3 separate regions of the Mus musculus genome follow, and regions 1 and 3 are each linked to region 2. Evidence: chromatin contacts called from public Hi-C and HiChIP or PLAC-seq data. All regions are on one chromosome and are shown on one strand. The core of a region is the stretch at or near the end of the contact, and the rest is flanking DNA. Distances in the headings are between cores, read along the strand shown.

Region 1 (3,623 bases), core at 32-2,531, 600 kb before region 2:
TGAATATCTTAGAAAATTACTAGTAAGTTCTGAGACTTTCTAGTGGATGCCCATTAAAAGTTCCATTTGTTGATATTATTGTTGAATTTGTTTGTTTATTTGAGACACAGTTTCACTACATAGACCAGGCTAACCTTGAACCAAAAGAGTTTGTTCAGAGATGGTGAATGCCACTAGGCCTGGCTAAAGGTTTGGTTTTTGTTTTTCTAAGTAATGCTGTGTGTTGGAAGCATTGTGAAGTAAGTGAGTTCAGGGGTAGTGCTCCTTCCTCATCAGTTCTTACATGAAAATCGAGTAAGATGGATAAAGTGCTTAACTCAGAAACCAATGCTAAATATGTAGTAAAACACTATCCATTATTGACTTTATTGTACTTAAGATACTCTAGTGCCTGTGCATGGGTAAGGATTCCACTGTGCTTCTGCTAACATCATTTCCTTTTTAGTCCTTATGTTACAACTAGGTGAGACCTTTCCTTATCTGATGCCTGGTGGACAGTTGAGCCTTTAATAGGTGCCCAATCTAGTAGATCTTCTTTGAAAGAGTAAATGAATGAGAATTATCATATTTAAAGAGTTTATAGAATATGTTTCACTATAACAGTACTAAACAATCCTCTTCAAATAAATATGTTCGAAGACTAAAAGGGGTACGTCTTCAGGATTGGGTTGGTTCTTAGAACTTCTCTTCAGGGCTTGTTGAGTGTGAGGATTGTTTCGGATCATTAGCAGTGGCTAGAAGTAAAGACACATTGACAAAGAAGAGAGCCAGACCAGGCCCCGGCATGAATTTCCCATTATACCAACATTCCCACAAGATTCCCATGGTGCGATCTTGTCCACTTTTCTCCTCTAAGCTTCAGTTTCTCCATCCGTGACGATGAGAAGAAGGCACCTAAATATGGTCTCTCTTTCCTGTTGCTATACTCAAGTGCATCTGGGACACCATGGCACATGTCTTCCAGGACAGTGCCAGGTCTCCTTCCAGCCTGCCAGCATCAGTTGTGAAGACTGCATCTCCCCCCGAAGTGATGCCAGCTGGAAAATTGTGGAATGGAATGTGCCACCTGCGCTGGGATTTGGAAATCCAAAGCATTATTGCTTTGAGATATGAAAATGTTTCTGCTGAGCTATGCGAGTGAGTGGGCTGACAGTGCCAGCCACCGCAGCTTACACTTGGCCTGAGAAAGGAGGCTCGAGCCTCCTCTGCTAATGAGAGTAGAGCATGGGGAGAGAGAGCACCCTGCGTCTTTGCATTTGCTCTGTGAATCATGGCCTGGTGATTCAGCAGCCTAAGAAGCAACACACCCATGAAGCGACAGAAAGCCAGCGTCACTGCGCTCTGCAATGCTAGGCCTTTCCCGGTCCTTGTTTCACAAGTGCTCCAGAAAGTAATCAGGATCTCTGTTCGACTTTAGTGTCCGGTTTTGGGGAGAATTACCTTCTCGCTGTAAAGAGGGGTGGGAAGGAACGTGGTCAGCCTCTGTTAGGTTTTTCCTAACAGGATAGGAATTTAACACAGGGCAAGATGAGCAACAACCTGCCTTGTTGATGCTGTGTTGTTGTTGTTGTTGCTGTAATATTGTTTTAGGGTCATGTCGTTCACACTGTCTTCAGATTTGTGATTTTCTGGCCTCTGCCTCCTGATGCTGGGATGACAGGTGTGTGCTATTAGACTAGGATCTATTGTTAGATCTTGAAGTAGTCAAACATTTCCTTTCTGTGAGCCTGCTATTAGAAGTTAAAAAGCCCCTAGGCAGAATCTTCTCTTAGAAAGCTGAGAGGAGATGGTGTTCTTGTTATAATGAGAATAAAATTACAAGCCTTTCATTAACTGCTATGTTAATTTATACCTGAAATAGAACATTAGGGGCTAGGGATGTACCTCATGGCAGAGTGCTAGCCCAGCACATACAAGGCCCTAAGTTTGTTCCAAAGAAGCAACAAGCCCTGTCCCCATGTTCCAAAAAACAAAGAAACAAACAAGCAAATAAAAACCAATTAAGTTAGAATTCAGCCCTGTCATATGTTAGAGTAAGTGTTCATTATAAATGTTTATTTTTTACACTTGTTTGAGCTGAGCATAAGATAAATACAGCAATTCCCATAACAGCAAAGTTCTTGCTATAATGTTCTTTACCTGTGTCTTTTTATCTCTGTCTCTCTGTCTCTGTCTCTCTCTCTGTCTCTGTCTGTCTGTCTGTCTCTCTCTCTCTCTCTCACACACACACACATACACACACACACACAGTGGGAAACAGAATTGGCTCACATACATATGGAGATTAAAAAGGTCTCAGATTTGCAGTTGGCAATCTGGAGACACTGGTGCGCCAGTAGAAGTTTCAGCCTGTGTTTAGAAGCAACTTGGTGACAGTCTAACAGACACACACACAGAGAGACACACATACACACACACAGAGAGGGAGAGAGAGAGAGTTAGAAGACAATATGCTTTACTTAGTCTACTGATTCAAATGCTAATCTGATCTAAAACCACTTTCACGTGTTAAGAAATACTGTTTAAACAAATAACCGGGCACCTAGTACCCTACTCAAGTTGACACATGAAATCATCTGTCATAGGCATGAGTCACATAAAGTAGAAAGGAGTGAGGGTGAGCTGTTGAACAATGGGACTTGTAAGCTCTTTGAGAAACACATATCCTTCTCAGGAGGCTCATGATACGGCGGGAAGGAGGAGAACGTAGCCTGTCTTTATACTTCATAGGTTCTTCTTTTTCACACCCTTTATCCCCAGCCCCCAGTTTCGCCACTATCACCAGATAGGAGAGAAAGAAGGATAGTGGGGGGAGAGATCCATAAATCTAGCTTCTTTCCTATTGTTTCTTCTTTGAGCATGACTACTAACAACTGAGACCATCAACCAACAACCACATCTCTTAGGGCTCTAGCATTTATATACCCTCTGAAAAGTTCCCAGAATTTCAATTGTAACACAATCACAGAAACTATTTGCAGCTGGTAAAATCACACTTCTGCTAAAGCACGAGGCAAATTATGGTCCACTGCTTCGGACAGTCTGAAGCAGCCCCATGTCCCCACACCTGGGATTAAAATGAAAACACATTCTTATAATATTTCTGTATTTTTAAAGAAACCAAAATTCCAAAATTGTCACTACAGAGGTAAATATGTGGAAATTTAGCTAGTGACACTAGTTCATGTCTACTTAAAATGACAAGTGGATGGGTTTCATATTAGGCTTTATTTAAATAAAAAACTATTTCATGTGTATGGGTGTTTAGCCTGCCTGTATGTCTATGCACCATGAGCATGCAGTGTCAGAAGAGGTCAGAAAAAGGTGTCGGATCCTCTGGAACTGGGTCTACAGATGGTTGTGAGCTGCTATTAGGTGTTGAGGAACTAAGAGCAGCCTGTTCTCTTAGCCACCAGGCCATATCTCCAGGTCCTCATATTAGGCTTTTAAATAAAAAGAAAGTAAGAAAGAAAGGAAGGAAGGAAGAAAGAAAGAGAGAGAGAGAGAGAGAGAGAGAGAGAGAGAGAGAGAGAGAGAGAGAGAAAGAAAGGAAGGAAGGAAGGAAGGAAGGAAGAAAGAAAGAAAAAAAAAGTTACTGTAGGAAGAAGAGATGGGAACTTTAA
Region 2 (3,568 bases), core at 270-2,769:
TTACTAGGGTACTTTCATTGGCTTATTGAGGATGGGGGGCTGACCTTCAATTCTTAGTGTACAAACCATGGTTCCAAGTTAGGCAATGACATCACAGGTGGCCTTCCTCCTCTCCCTAACCCGATAGCCTTGATCTTCAAATCAGCCCACAAGCACTGGTTTATCACCTGCCCACGCCAGCAGACAGGTGTCCATCATCAAGACAGACTGCTAGTGTGCCCCAGCCGGGGTGCTTTGAAATCACATCCACGTGGTCCTTGACTTTCCCCCTGCCAAGATGGACTCTTTCTATTCCCATGGTGCGGCCAGTACTCAGCGGCTCATCCTGTTACGACGCAGTAACAAGACCAGAGCCGAGGGTGTAACCAGCACTGGCTCCCCTCCTCTCCATACTGGAAGGCTTCCTTTGTGGGCAGCAAGCCTTCTTATTGTAGGCACTGAAGCCATTTGAACAAGCTTGGGAGGCAGAGGCTGTCCTCTGTATTGCACTGCAGTCTCTTAATATGGATGGAGACAAAGCCTTTTAGTTAGATTCCAGAATCACAGACACAGCTGTATAGAATGATAGTCATTTGATTCTTTTCTTTTTAAAGTCACTCTGGAGTATTTGTTATGCAGCAATAGATCACTCATACACTTTCCTTTGGGGACTCGGTTTTGCTCCTCTGTAAAATGGGGGTAAACCACTTTGTCATGTCTAATCCAAGGAAACAAAATGACAACAACTACCCTGACGCCTTCAGCACCTTCTGGCCATTAGGACTTCTCACCTTGGCTCTCCTGATTGAAATCAAGGTATGTTTTGGGGTTTTCTGCTCCTGGCGAATCATGGACAGAACCCTGAACTCTGATGATGTGATGTTGGGCTTATTGTCCAGCCATGTCTTGACATCACCGAATGTCTCCAGCTGCCTCCGAAGCTTTGCCCTCTGATTCAGCCAGACCTTCTTGTCCACTGGTAGCTCCTGGGTGTCGCTAGTATCCAGAACTCTGAAGCTAGGCATGAGTGGGAGGGGAGCTTCAGGCGGAACTGTGGGCCGGGCTGGCACTTGGTCCTTTGTGCCAGGCACAATGATGATCCTCCGGCGGCTCTTTGGCAGGCGGAAGTCTTTCTGCTTCAACTGCCTGAAGCAATGGGCAGTGACTAGCTCAGGTTTGAAGACAGGAACCTTGCTGGTGGTTTCATCGAGGTCATCTTCTATGGAGGTGAAAGAGTGGTGGGACCCTTGGGAGAAGAAGGTTACAGGGTGACTTCCTTTTTGGAAGAGCACTAAGAAGAAATGAGGGAAGGGGCTGTTGTAGGAACTAGTTGTGTATCAGGGTGCCTGGTCCCTGGCCTGGCTGCATCACTGCATCACAATGGTAAGGAAAACGGTGTTAGCTAACATCACCTGCACACACCAACAGAAGACATGAAGCCAAGGGCTTTTCTACAGTCTGATTCCTATTACACTCTGCATGTGCTCCAAAGAATCTACCTCATTCTGTCTGACCATCCTAGGTATCACAGCACCCTCTGGTGGGGGCAAAGGCTCTGAGCCAGAGAGCTTGGGTCTAAGTGCTGGTCTGCTGTTGTAGGAAGTATTCAATCTCCAGCAGGGGCTTCTACCCTGTCTTTGATTATCCTGTTCCCAGATAAAAGAAACACAAGCTTTATATTTATAATGCCTCAATCATCACTAGAACCGGGTAGATATCCCCTCAATGCTATTAGAATCTATGTTCCCTTCAGTAAACCAAGTCATAATTTGCCATGTTCCATCTGGGTAGCTCTTAACTCCAATTGGCTAGCCCTCATGTGTAGTCTCCCCTCCCCCAGCCTGAAACCTGCTTGCTCGGGGTGGAGCTTCCTGCTCATTCGTTCTGCCACGCCCACTGCTGGAACCTGAGGAGCCACACACGTGCACCTTTCTACTGGACCCGAGATTATTCGGCGGGAATCGGGTCCCCTCCCCCTTCCTTCATAACTAGTGTCGCAACAATAAAATTTGAGCCTTGATCAGAGTAACTGTCTTGGCTACATTCTTTTCTCTCGCCACCTAGCCCCTCTTCTCTTCCAGGTTTCCAAAATGCCTTTCCAGGCTAGAACCCAGGTTGTGGTCTGCTGGCCGGACACAACAATTGGCGAACCAACGCGGGACTGAGAAACGGCAAAGGATTTTTGGAAGAGACGCTGCTGGTTCGGAGCTCCATAAAATAAAGGATAAGGGAAATTCATACCGGAGAAGGTATGGGCTAAGCTGAGACAGCGTTAAACCCGAGCGCTGGTTCACTTAGGTTCAGCAGTGAGGAGCTGGGTAATAGGCGGTAGGCCGTAGCTCTCCGAAGCTACATGAGGTGTGAGAAAAGAAAGGGTTTATTAAAAGGAATAGGCGGATTGCCCCAGTTAATAAAAAATGCATCATAAGGGAGGAAAGTGTCCCCAAAAGCAGAGAGAAATTTCTCTCTGGGCCTTATAGCAAGAGTACTCTGTTCCCTTTTGTGTCTTGTCTAATGTCCGGTGCACCAATCTGTTCTCGTGTTCAATTCATGTATGTTCGTGTCCAGTCTGTATGAATGAATGTTCTATGTTTTGTGTTGGATAATAAAGATGGTATAAAAAACTTTATCTGCAAAGCCGAGAGCCACGTGTTTCAGCCAGGAATCAGACACGTGGCGAGAGGGCCCCTGCTGGAAAAACTGTTCGTTTTAGGAAATAAGGGCGAGTGCACAGCCTCTAAGTTTCAGAGTAAAAAAGCTAGTAAATGGTTCATGATTAATGTGTTTGACAATGGTAAAGTGTTTTTTATTTTTATGGTTGTAGCTACAAAAATTATTATTCTCTGATTGGTCTAAATGTAACTGCTTCATTTGGTTCTTTTTTATTGATAATGTGCTCTGAGTGTTTTCACAATCAGCTCATAAGTTGTTGGTTAAGATTAATAATTGTTACATTGCTACAGATGGTTAGTGTTAAATTTAATAACTCAAGTTTAGAGTCCTTCCGACACATGGCATAAGGCAGCCCAAGAGGCTGGGTCTCTAAAGATATTTCTAGTTTAGGTAATAATTAATGTGGTTCGTATCCTAAATAGTAAAATTTAAAATAAGATTTAAAGCAATGTCTCTTTATTAAAGCATTAAAGCTTGCTTTAATAGGTATTCATAGGTATTAATTGACATCCAAACTTCGTAATATGATAGTAATGCTTCTAATATTGATTTTAAAGATAATAAATTGTTTTAAACTTGGGTTTTGCTTTCCCAAGGTTACAGGTATTATCCTAACCTTGCACAAAAAACTTAAAAATTATGGTTAAAACTGCTATTGTTCCATTGACTGCAGCTTGCAGTTTGACTTCAAATTTAAGATCTTTAATTCACCTGTATACTGTAATTAAGATAATTACAAGAGTAATCATCTTATGAGAGCGCTCATACAGCTCACTTCGTACAAAACTGTGACAGAGTTATCTAGTTATGTTTGTCTTTGTAAATAGATTAGACAAACAGTTTGGTTATAGTTGCTGCCTGGCAGGAAACTGCAGTACGGGCAATTTTTTCACAACACTAAAGTTGTGAAGAACGT
Region 3 (3,760 bases), core at 1,154-3,653, 770 kb before region 2:
TTGCCTTGTATTTCCCTGATGGAGAAGGGAAATTTGAGTACCCATTTTTATCTCTTCAGTTCTGGTCTTTGAGCCATCTTTGGCAGTTTTTGTGTACTGTGGACACATGTGGATTTCCCCTTGGTCTTGCACCATTTGTTGAAGGGATGGCCAGGTCTTCATTGAATTACCCAGGTAAAAATCAGTTGTCCACTTGAGGTTTTATTATGTGCAGTTGATTCCCTTCTATTGATCTATACTTGGGGCCTTAGGTTAATCTACGCAGCCTTGCTTTGCTGTAGATTTGTCTATTGGGGAATCACCTATATTTCTGCATGAATTTTAGGACATCTTTTCAGTTTCTGAATGGAAGTCAGCTTGAGTTTCATTAAGGATTACCCTGAGCCTCTAGATCAATTCAGGGAACTCTGGTGGTTAGAGTCTAGTTGCCACCATGCTTGAGACAGGTACGGAGACCTTGAAGCAGTTCTCCTGAAGCTCCAGAGAGAATTTCTGAACTGAGTACAGGCACGATAGAAGATAATTGGAAGGCTCTATGAACTGATGCAAAAGCTTCTGACAACCTAAGATAGGTGAGAGTGTGTAAGACTGAGGGGTAAGGGTTGTAGAAACAGGTGCAATAGAAAGACAGAGAAGAGGAAAGGAGAGGGGAAGAGATTTAAGCTTGAAGAGAGGGGGAGAGGGAGGTGAGAGAGGAAGCAGAGATGCTGGGCAGAGGTAAGAGAACGGAGAGCCATCTTCCTGGTCTCTGGGCCCAGGAATCCATTTATGACTGTGTTTCTGTATGTCCTCTGCTCTGTCAGAGGAGGCCAGGACACTGCAGGTCAGCTCAGACCACGTGTTCTCAAGTCTTCTAAGTGCATCCTCCATTCTCCAGAGAAGTGTGATGGGAATGGTTGCCATGGGTACCTTCAGGGCAGGATGCAGTTAGTCCTCGCTGTGTTTGCTGCTGTGGAGATTCAGGGGTCCTAACTCAGTCCCTATTTGTGGAATTCAAGGCCTCCAAACTGGCTCAGGTTTGGAAGAGGGCATAGGATTGTGCTGTCCCTCGGGAGCCTCGTGCTAAGCCTGCAGATCACCCCTATTTTCTTTCCTCAGGTAGCACACATATATCGTCTGTGCTGCCTTCATTGATTGGCTCCCTGAATCATTCCCCCTTGGGCTTCTTTCCAAGGGTAATAATCTCCATCTGGCTTCTGGCAATGATTGCCACCCCCTGGCCTCCATTGTTCCAGACTTCAGTCATTTGTATTGTGCCATCAGTCCTGGCTACATGGAAGATCTGTCATTAAATTTTTGTTTTGTGGGTCACGGGCTTGCTATGGAGTATAGCCTGGTCTCAAACTCCTGTGATCATATGATCCACCTGCATCAGCTTATTATGTGACTAGTGCATGCTACCATACCTAGGTTTTCCTGTTTAAGACTCAAACTTAAAGACATTTCCCCCCTGGGTCTTGCTACAGCACCAACTCCCTTGAGTAATCTGTTTGCCAAGTGCAGATCTTAGGACCTGTCAGTTTCTATAGTATTGTAAGCTAGTTCTTGGTGCTTGTATTCTGTTGGTTTTGTTTCTCTGCAGACTCCGACACATCATCTTCCTTGAGCATTAAAAAATAATGATTTTGCTTGTATTTGTGTATATGGTATATATGTCCGTGTATATACATGTTTGCATGTGTGAATGCACATGTGAGCGCTAATGTGTAAGCACCTAGAAGCCAGAGGTTAACATTGGATGTCTTCTTTGATCACTCTTTACCTTATATTTTGAGGCAGAGTCTCTCACTTGAACCCAGAGCTCGTTGGTTTGGCTAGTTAACTAGCCAGCTTGTTCTCATTGATCCTGTCTCTGTCATCCAGGTACTGGGGTTACAGGCAGGCTACAACGCCTGCCTGGCATCTATGTAAGAGCTGGGGACCACTGAGCCATCTTCCCAGACCTTCTGCGTGTTCTCATCTTCTCCTCTGCAGCTTTCCTTGGCAATGACAGCTTTACTTAGGGTGAACCATTGCTCCTCCTGTGCTTTCGAGAGTAAATGTACCATAGAGCTCCGTTCCTGACTGCTCTTTCCCGAGGGTTAATTCTTGTCTTTTTTGAGAGTATGCTTAGAAATTACTAAACTCTCCAGAATCCAGCCTTACCTTTTTGTTGTTGTTGTTGTTGTTTTTAAATCCCCAGGCCTGCTAGCCAGACATTGTTACTCTCCTGTTCTGCTTATGTCTGCGGATGCATGCTGTCCTGGTGTCTCTCTGGGGGTGTAGTCTCTTTCCTCACCAAGCCCATTTAGATGTGGGTCTCATGGCCAGGAAGGGAGGATCATCAGATCCTGAGGGACAGCTCTTGTTCTGGCTGGCAAAAGGCTGGGCTGCTGCTGCTGGCTTAGAGCTTCTCAGGCAGATACTCCAGGCCAGATGTCGCCAGCTCAAGTGTCAGATGACCCCTCCCCCACCCCTTTTTTAGGCAGGGTTCAGCTCTGGCATATGGGTTTGTCTTGATTGCATAGTTCATAATCTCTGGAGCTTGGCCCTTCTGGGTATGAAGTACAGGATCTCATCTGGCCTCTGTCTACTTGCCATAGATGACATCTTTTTTTGTAGGCTCTTGGGGTGGGGGGGGGGCGGTCTTTGACTTTCACAGGTAGTTGTCAATGTCAGATTTTTACTCAGCAGTCTCTCTCTCTCTCTCTCTCTCTCTCTCTCTCTCTCTCCCTCCCTCCCTCCCTCCCTCCCCTTCCCTCTCTCTCTCTCTCTCTCTCTCTCTCTCACACACACACACATACACACACACAAACATTTAGTAAGGTTATTCTTTGGTTGGTCTTGTTTTAGAGATAAGGTCTCACACCATTGCCCAGGTTGGCCTTAAATTCCCAGGCACAAGCTATCCTCTGTCTCAGCCTCTGGAGCAGCTGGAACACCAGGCTCTAACAGTAACGTATTTATTCAGCAAGCATCTGCAGCAGGCTCAGTTGTGGCTCCTCTAATATCAATCGATCACAGACATCTGAGGGTGGCAATGGGGTCATTGCAGATATGATTCAAAGTCCTCAACATGAGCTCATACTCCAGAGGAGTATTATTTCAGGGGAGAAATGTCTTTCCTCACGAGAGAAGGGAGGAGGATTTGGGACCCAGAGGACATGGGAAATAACACCAAATAAAGGTGAACTCAGACATAGAGTCTGAAGCCCCAGGCTTCTTCAGAACCCATGAGAAGAAAGACAATGAGCAGACTCTGCCTCAGAACCCCCAGCAGAACAGGCATGGAGACATTGGACTTCTGGTCTACAGAACATTTTTCTGCTCCTATAACCTGCCAAGTTTGTGGTAATTTATTATGGCAGTCAGGAAACTAACCCTTCATCTAATTGTATTGTCTCTATGGCAACAACTTGCCTGCACATCTCCCATGCCTCATATGGCACGCCAGCTAGAGCATCCTTTCCACACACGAGCCCCACACCAAATCCCTTCCGGTGGACTCGTAACACTCAAACCAGGGTCACCTCATGCTTGGGCCTGTCTGTCCTCACCTTTTAGTTAGTCATCTGGATCAAGGTCCTACTCTGTTGTCTGTTTTATCAGACTCCCTGGACACTAATTGCCACCAATCGGGCTCTCTGAACAGCTGCTGAGATGGAGTTGCCATGTGGAATATTGATCAGGGATCAATAGCTGCGGAGGGAGAGGACTTGGGAGAGGGAGAAGTTGAACTATGATGCAGACCAACAACCTTGGTTGATGCCTGCAGAGCTGT

The links. A called contact is a pair of places that touch in the nucleus more often than the background predicts. HiChIP or PLAC-seq counts read pairs in DNA pulled down with a chosen protein or histone mark.
Region 1: a contact with region 2 is called in an HNF4G HiChIP or PLAC-seq map of pancreatic cancer cells. The contact joins two enhancer-like sites. A contact is called at or near these places in 2 of 39 promoter capture datasets (cranial neural crest and liver), 2 of 484 Hi-C or Micro-C datasets (CD8 T cells and the N1E-115 cell line) and 1 of 115 datasets of contacts at active chromatin or transcription factors (pancreatic cancer cells).
Region 3: a Hi-C map of the N1E-115 cell line shows a contact between it and region 2, with 5 times the contacts expected there. The contact joins two enhancer-like sites. A contact is called at or near these places in 1 of 39 promoter capture datasets (hippocampal neurons) and 1 of 484 Hi-C or Micro-C datasets (the N1E-115 cell line).

What each region holds. Positions count from the first base shown.
Region 1 is chr6:115,220,305-115,223,927 of GRCm38.p6, forward strand. The region is part of intron 1 of Syn2 (synapsin II); the gene reads left to right. Among named protein-coding and RNA genes, the nearest start is that of Timp4, 30 kb to the right of the region's middle. Within about 2 kb of position 1,282, at least 43 of the 459 cell types and tissues checked have an H3K27ac peak or open chromatin away from gene starts, as enhancers often do. A contact at or near this core is called in pancreatic cancer cells, where this site is marked.
Region 2 is chr6:115,822,487-115,826,054 of GRCm38.p6, forward strand. It overlaps Efcab12 (EF-hand calcium binding domain 12), which reads right to left. Exons shown (of 9, transcript NM_001110506.1): 2 at 771-1,225. Among named protein-coding and RNA genes, the nearest start is that of Efcab12, 14 kb to the right of the region's middle. Within about 2 kb of position 1,520, at least 116 of the 459 cell types and tissues checked have an H3K27ac peak or open chromatin away from gene starts, as enhancers often do. A contact at or near this core is called in the N1E-115 cell line and pancreatic cancer cells, where this site is marked.
Region 3 is chr6:115,054,443-115,058,202 of GRCm38.p6, forward strand. No RefSeq gene overlaps it. Among named protein-coding and RNA genes, the nearest start is that of Gm36190, 6.1 kb to the right of the region's middle. Within about 2 kb of position 2,404, at least 15 of the 459 cell types and tissues checked have an H3K27ac peak or open chromatin away from gene starts, as enhancers often do. A contact at or near this core is called in the N1E-115 cell line, where this site is marked.